2 separate regions of the Sus scrofa genome follow, and region 2 is linked to region 1. Evidence: chromatin contacts called from public HiChIP or PLAC-seq data. All regions are on one chromosome and are shown on one strand. The core of a region is the stretch at or near the end of the contact, and the rest is flanking DNA. Distances in the headings are between cores, read along the strand shown.

Evidence for each region. HiChIP or PLAC-seq counts read pairs in DNA pulled down with a chosen protein or histone mark.
Region 2: a contact with region 1 is called in an H3K27ac HiChIP or PLAC-seq map of alveolar macrophages. The contact joins two enhancer-like sites. A contact is called at or near these places in 3 of 5 promoter capture datasets (fetal liver, liver and skeletal muscle), 37 of 47 Hi-C or Micro-C datasets (adipose tissue, alveolar macrophages, blood and 18 more) and 2 of 2 datasets of contacts at active chromatin or transcription factors (alveolar macrophages and skeletal muscle).

Annotation. Positions count from the first base shown.
Region 1 is chr7:54,633,049-54,636,450 of Sscrofa11.1, forward strand. No RefSeq gene overlaps it. Among named protein-coding and RNA genes, the nearest start is that of ABHD2, 21 kb to the right of the region's middle. Within about 2 kb of position 1,608, at least 54 of the 83 cell types and tissues checked have an H3K27ac peak or open chromatin away from gene starts, as enhancers often do. A contact at or near this core is called in alveolar macrophages, where this site is marked.
Region 2 is chr7:54,736,800-54,740,232 of Sscrofa11.1, forward strand. All of the region lies in intron 5 of ABHD2 (monoacylglycerol lipase ABHD2), which reads left to right. Among named protein-coding and RNA genes, the nearest start is that of RLBP1, 61 kb to the right of the region's middle. Within about 2 kb of position 1,557, at least 13 of the 83 cell types and tissues checked have an H3K27ac peak or open chromatin away from gene starts, as enhancers often do. A contact at or near this core is called in alveolar macrophages, where this site is marked.

The sequences.
Region 1 (3,402 bases), core at 358-2,857:
ATTGGGGTCAGGTCTGGGCATCACTAAAGCCTGTGGGTAAGCACGGTGTTCTCTAGCTTCTCTTTGGAAAGAATTAAATCTGTGCAACTTTTAGAATTTTTTTTTTTTTCCCTGGGTGTGTTCATATGCTCAGCTGCTGAACCACAACCTGGAGGCTTAAGGCAACAAAACGTTATTGTCTCACAGTTCTGGAGGCCAGAAGTCCAAAATCAAGGTTTTGGCAGGCTTGGCTCCCTGTGAGGGCCAAGAGGGAGGCTCTCTTCCACACCTCCCTCCTCACCTCTGGTGGCTGCTAGCAATTCTAAGTGTCATCTGGTTGGTAGGTGCATCCCTCTAACCTCTGCCTCTGTGGTCACATGGCCTACTTCCCTGTGCCTCTCTGTGTCCCTCTCCTTTCTCTTATAAAGACATGTCATTGACTTTAGGGCCCACGCTCATCCAGTGTGACCTCATCTTAAGTTGACAGAACATCTGCAAAGACCTTATTTTATTTTTTTAATGATTTTTATTTTTTCGATTACAGTTGGTTCACAGTGTTCTGTCAATTTTCTAATATATATATGTATATATACATATATATATGTGTGTGTATATATATATATATATATATTTTTTTTTTTTTTTGCTTTTTAGGGCCGCACCCACAGCATATGGAAATTCCCAGGATAGAGTTCAAATCAGAGCTGCAGCTGCCAACATACACTACAGCCACAGCAACACGGGATCCAAGCCTTGACTGCGACCTACACCACAGCTCACAGCCACACAGGATCCTTAACCCACTGACTGAGGCCAGGGATCAAACCCACATCCTCATGGATACTGGTCGGATTGGTTTCTACTGTGCCACAATGGGAACTCCCTACAAAGACCTTATTTTCAAACAAAGTCACATTCATAGATACTGGGGGTTAGGACTTGAACCTATCTTTTAAGGGGACACAATTCAACCCACCACCCACCCTGGGCACCCTTATCAGCAGGCCGTTCCCCTGAGTTCTGTGCTTTCTGAGCATAGCAGGAACACAGACTCCTGCTCAGACAGGTAAACGCGACATGCTGGAGAACCTTCCTGAGCCAAATCCACAACGGGAGAGCTGGATACAAGTGTGTGCTGAGCAAGAGCCCCTTCCGGGGCAAAGGACCCCTTGGCTGCAGGCCAGCCCAGAGGCTAGGCGGACGTGTGGGGAAGCCGGAGCTCCCGAGGGCGCAGTGACACAGCCCAGCTGCGTGAGTCATCCTCCGCCCGGATGCCGAGCCCTGCGGAAAATGCGGCTGGATCCTGGTGATGAGGTCACCAGGCTTAGGGAGCTCGGGTTCAAATAAACAAAGAGGCAAACGGTCTGGAGAGTCATTGATCTTCTCACTCCGAATTCTGGAGGATCGAGAGGAAGGTTTGAACAGACGGTGGGACCTCAGACATTTCGCTGGAAAGCTGGCTGGGTTTCCATAGCACCCTCCGCCGGCTTCTACCCTCAAGCCCACACTTGGGAGGGGATTCGCTACGTGGTGCCAGTCTAACCCGCTCTAGGCTCTGAGGTCCACACCCAGGGGTGGAGACCCTTTAGTCTGGAGCTTAGGATGAAAGAATGAATATGTAAATGAATGAACGAGTGAACCAATCAGGGTTTAGTCAGGGTTCCGCGGAACTGTCGCCATAGATACAGAAGGAACTCCTCCTTCCTTTACCAAGGAAAGGAGGAATTTCTTTCCCCAAGACCACCGCCCTGGACTTCACAGCCCCGCCCAGGACATCCTCTCCCGCAGGCCCCCTCCTGCCTGAGCCCCTGCAGGCCATTCTGCGGCCTCCTACCATCTTACATCTAACCATGAAAACTCACTTTAAAAGGGCCCGGGAGAAAGAATTTTATATAGTAGATAACTGAACCAGATTTTTTTTTTTTTCTTTTTAGGGACGCACCCACAGCATATGGAAGTTCCCATGCTAGGGGTCTAATCAGAACTGCAGCTGGTGGCCTACACACAGCTGCAGCAATATGGGATCCAAGCTGCCTCTGCGACCTACACCACAGCTCACCGCCATGCCAGATCCTTAACCCACTGAGCGAGGTCAGGGATCGAACTTGCATCCTCAAGGATCCTAGTCAGGTTCATTACCACTGTGCCACGATGGGAGCTCCCTCTTGGGAGTTTTATTACCTGCCCATCCTTGACTGTTCTGGCCACCTGCAGGTGCAGATGACCAGTTCAAAACAGCCTGGCACATTCCCCGGTGTTTGAGGCAGGCCCCGAGTGAAACCAAGGCCAGCTTTGCAGGCAACCTTTCCAGGGAACTCCATTCCTGACTGTTTGACGCTGGCTGTTGTCTGGAACCTCAGCTGGGCTGTCAGCCCAAACACCTACGTGTGGTCTCTCCCCATGGAGCTAGTTTGGGCTTGCTCAAACCAGCTTGCAGCTGGCATCCAAGAGAAGGTCTCCAAGAAAGCAAAGCTCAAGTGCATGCTGTTTTCATGATCCAGCCATAGAAGTTAAATAGCATCACTACTGCTATTCTAGACTGCCTGAGGCTGTCACACAGTTGCCCACGTTCAGGGCACGGGGAGGTGGCAAGTCTCTAGAAGGAATTATCGTGTCCATCTTTGGAAAACATGACTTTCTTTTTTTTTTTAAATGGCCACACCTGGGGCACATGGAAGTTCCCAGGCTAGGGATCAAATTGGAGCTGGAGCTGAGTCCCACGCCACAGCCACAGCAATGCTAGATCTGAGCCGCATCTGCGACCTATGTCACAGCTTGTGGTAACACCGGATTCTTAACCCACTGAGAGAGGCCAAGAATTGAACCTGCATTCTCACAGAGAGTACATCAGGTCCTTAACCTGCTGAGCCACAGTGGGAACTCCTCTTTTTTTTTCCTTTAAATTGGATAATCCACACACAAAGGAGTAAATGTAACATATGAAGAGTTAATACTAAGTGAAGTAAGTCAGGAGAAAGACTAACACCACACCATATCACTTATATCTGGAATCTAATATATGGCACAAATGAACCTATCTCAGAAATGATACAAACTCATGGACTTGGAGAACAGCCTTGTGGTTGTCAAGAGGGAGGAGTAGGGAGTGGGAGGGACTGGGAGTTTGTGGTTAGTAGATGCAAACTATTGCATTTGGAGTGGATAAGCAATGAGATTCTGCTGTATAGCACAGAGAACTCTATCTGATCACTTGTGATGGAACATGGTGGAGGATAATGTGAAAAAAAAAGAATGTCTATGGAAGTATGGCTGGGTCACTTTGCTTTACAGCAGAAATTGGCAGAATATTATAAATCAACCATAATAAAATTTTTTTAAAAAACCATGTGAAGAGTTCAGAACTCTCCAGTCACGTCTGTCTCCCTTACCTTCAACCAAAGGTAACCACTCTCCTGAATTTGA
Region 2 (3,433 bases), core at 307-2,806, 100 kb after region 1:
TGTTAAACTGGCTTTCAGAACCTCAATGTAAGATCAGAAAACCTTACCTTGCTTAGGGGGCAGCAGTTCCATCTTAGAAGGGAGTGTGGCCCTGTACCTGGGGTGACCATATAATTTAGTATCCCAGCTAGATCACTTTTGAGTGTAAAAGAGGATCTTACTAATTAACTGCATCAGAATAACAGACAGACCCCAGGACTCTCCAGGCAAAAACGGATGTGTGGTCACCCTGCTCACAGCATGCTGCAGAGATCACCCATGATCCAAGACATCTTGCCACAAAGAGCTGCAGACAGTGATCTTTAAGGAACTTCTACTTTGTTCCTGAAGATGCTTAACTAGATCATGAACATAAATGTTTCTGTAAGCTTCTCATGTCTACCATTTTCTCTTTTTAAAAAGGTTTTTTTTTTTTCTTTTTTTTTTTTTTTTTAAGGCCACCCCGGAGGCATACAGACATTCCCAGGCTAGGGGTTGAATCAGAGTGTTTTGTGTGTGTGTGTTTGTGTTTGTCTTTTGTCTTTTTAGGGTCGAGCCCTTGGCATATGGAGGTTCCCAGGGTAGGGGCTAAATCAGAGCTACAGCTGCCAGCCCACATCACAGCTATAGCAACAAAGGGTCCGAGCCTCATCTGCAACCTACACCACAGCTCACGGCAATGCAAGATCCTTAACTCACTGAGGGAAGCCAGGGGTAGAACCTGCATCCCTGTGGATGCTAGTTGGGTTCATTACCGCTGACCCACAATGGGATCTCCCTTACATCTACCGTTTTCATTGACACAGACCCATTTCGAATTGTATTTGTGACTCTAGACGACAGCCCTGAACTGTGTTGCCTCTGCAACAGTCAAGGGTTATGGCAGAAGGACACTGTGGGAAGGGAGGAGGAGGAGGAAGTGGGTGAGGAGAGAGAGAGAATGAGGAAGTGAAGGCAGTGAATGTGCAGAAGTTCAAGCATCTTAGTAAAACATCTGACAGGACCATCCGCTGAGAGTCACCGAGCATTGAGATGCCCAGGGACCCAGAGTTTAGGGACGTGTTGGGGAGTAATATCCCGAGCAGAACTGTGGAGAAGCATCAACTGGTCTGTGCTTTCAGGATGAGATCTGAATGTTTACCTTCAGTCAGAAGAGGGCAGTTTTCAGGATTACCCAAGTAAACAAAGCCAGGAGTTTCCATCATGGCTCAGTGGTTAACGAACCGGACTAGTATCCATGAGGTCGCAAGTTCAATCCCTGGCCTTGCTCAGCAGGTTAAGGATCCAGCGTTGCTGTGAGCTATGGTATAGGTCACAGGCATGGCTCAGATGCCACGTTTCTGTGGCTGTGGTGTAGGCTGGCAGCTGTAGCTCTGATTCAACCCCTACCCTGGGAACCTCCATATGCCGAGGGTATGACCCTAAAAAGACAAAAGACAAAAAAAAAAAAAACCCAAAGCACTCATTTGTGAAAATCTTTTGAGAGAGAAAGGCAAGGCCATTGAATATGGTGAGCAAAGAGGGCTCTCACTTTATTTCTATAGCTGTTTTCTTCCGGAGTGACTCAGCTCTGCAGTAGCCTGCCCGCAGCTCTAAGAAATGACTCACATACCTTCACCAGGAAAATGCTAGGGGCTGCTCAGCCCCCAGCCACCTGCCAGCAAGCCATGTCATTAGCCTGACCAGATCACTCTCTCAGATTAAATTTAGTGGGAAAGATATTTAGGTTCTTCTCTCCTGTTCCCTGCACAGTCACACTGGCTGATATTGTGTGCTTTCGCTCCACATGATTCAACTAACATCGGTGGCACACCCACCACCGTGTGCCAGGCCCAGGCCCAGCGTGGAGGGTATAGAGATGACGCAAAGCCTCCATCCACTAGGAACACCAGGTCTCTGGGTGCCTGTGTTTGAGCCGACTGAGTCATGTTAGTGCCATTTGGGGGGAAATGGCCTTTGAAATAGTAGTTTTCAGGCACCCTTAGCCTTGCCTTCGTTTAGAGGTTTCTTGTCCTTGGCAGTTTGCTTTTCCAAGATAGTCACGTGGTACTCAGGTCTCTAAGGCCAGGTTAGTGGCTTCTGTTTCATCTTGTCTTAAAAAGCTACAGCAAGATTAGATACTTAAATCTTGTTACTGGTGCTAATCCCTTAAGGATTAAATACATAGAACCTCATTAAAATCCTCCTATTACTGGATTCCCGTCGTGGCTGAGCAGTAAACGAACCCGACCAGTATCTATGAGGATGTAGGTTTGATCCCTGACCTCGTTCAGTGGGTTAAGGATCCAGTATTGCCATGAGCTGTGCTGTAGGCTGGCAGCTGTAGCTTCGATTCGGCCCCTAGCCTGGGAACCTCCATATGCCTTGGGTGCGGCCCCAAAAAGGAAAAAAAAAAAAAAAAAAAAAAAAGAAAAGAAAAAAGAAAAAAAAAAACCCTCCTGGTATTAAAAAACAGATCACTGTAAATTTCCTTTCTTTCTTTCTTTCTTCCTTTCTTTCTTTCTTTCTTTTTTCTTTTTTTTTTCTTTTTAGGACCACACCCTCAGCATGTGAAAATTCCCAGGCTAGGGGTCAAACGGAGCTGCAGCTGCTAGCCTACACCACAGATGCAGCAACTCGAGATCCGAGCCACGACCTATACAACAGGCATAATGGGAACTTGAGCTGTAACTCTTAATAACAGAGCAGGGGGAGGTGTTTCCAGACCCTGAGGGTGTTTGGTAACTGACATGGAGTGGAAATCCCGGGATGACCCAGCATCTACCAGAGGCTGATCCTGGAGCTGGGAAGACACCATGTGCTTGCCGCTCCCTTGTCTGGAAGAAAAGGCAGCTCCTCACAAAATGCCCAGCAGCTTGTCTGGGACGAGGCAGGGCTGGCCTTTCATCCAGATCAGAAATGCTTGGATTTAATTAAATTGAGGCTCCTGAAGTGCTTACACAATTAGCTATAATTGCTCCTTAACAGCATAGCAAATCCGCGTAACGAAATCCAAGTTTTGTAACTGCCCCGTGACATCTGAGCATCCTTCGGTTTCAGATATTTAGTCTCAAACCTGGGTAAAGAAGCTAGGTCCAAAAGGCATCAGATGGTGAGAAAGTAAGACTTTTAGCAATTAAAAGGATTAGCAATGAGATCCTGCTGTGCAGCACTGGGAACTATGTCTGGTCACTGATGATGGAGCATGATAATGTGAGAAAAAGGAATGTACACATGTATGTGTAACTGGGTCACCATGCTGTACAGTAGAAAATTGATGGAACACTAAACCAGCTCTAATGATAAAAATAAAAATCATTATAATAAAAAAAAATAAATTTAAAAAAACAATTAAAAAATAAAGTTTGGCAGTCCAATTACTTAGGTAGATTTGGGACATCAGGCAAAGGACTTGGCCTTTGAAGTTAGACATGGTCCAAAGCCTGAGGCTCCCACTCATTCACTCACGGTGTGA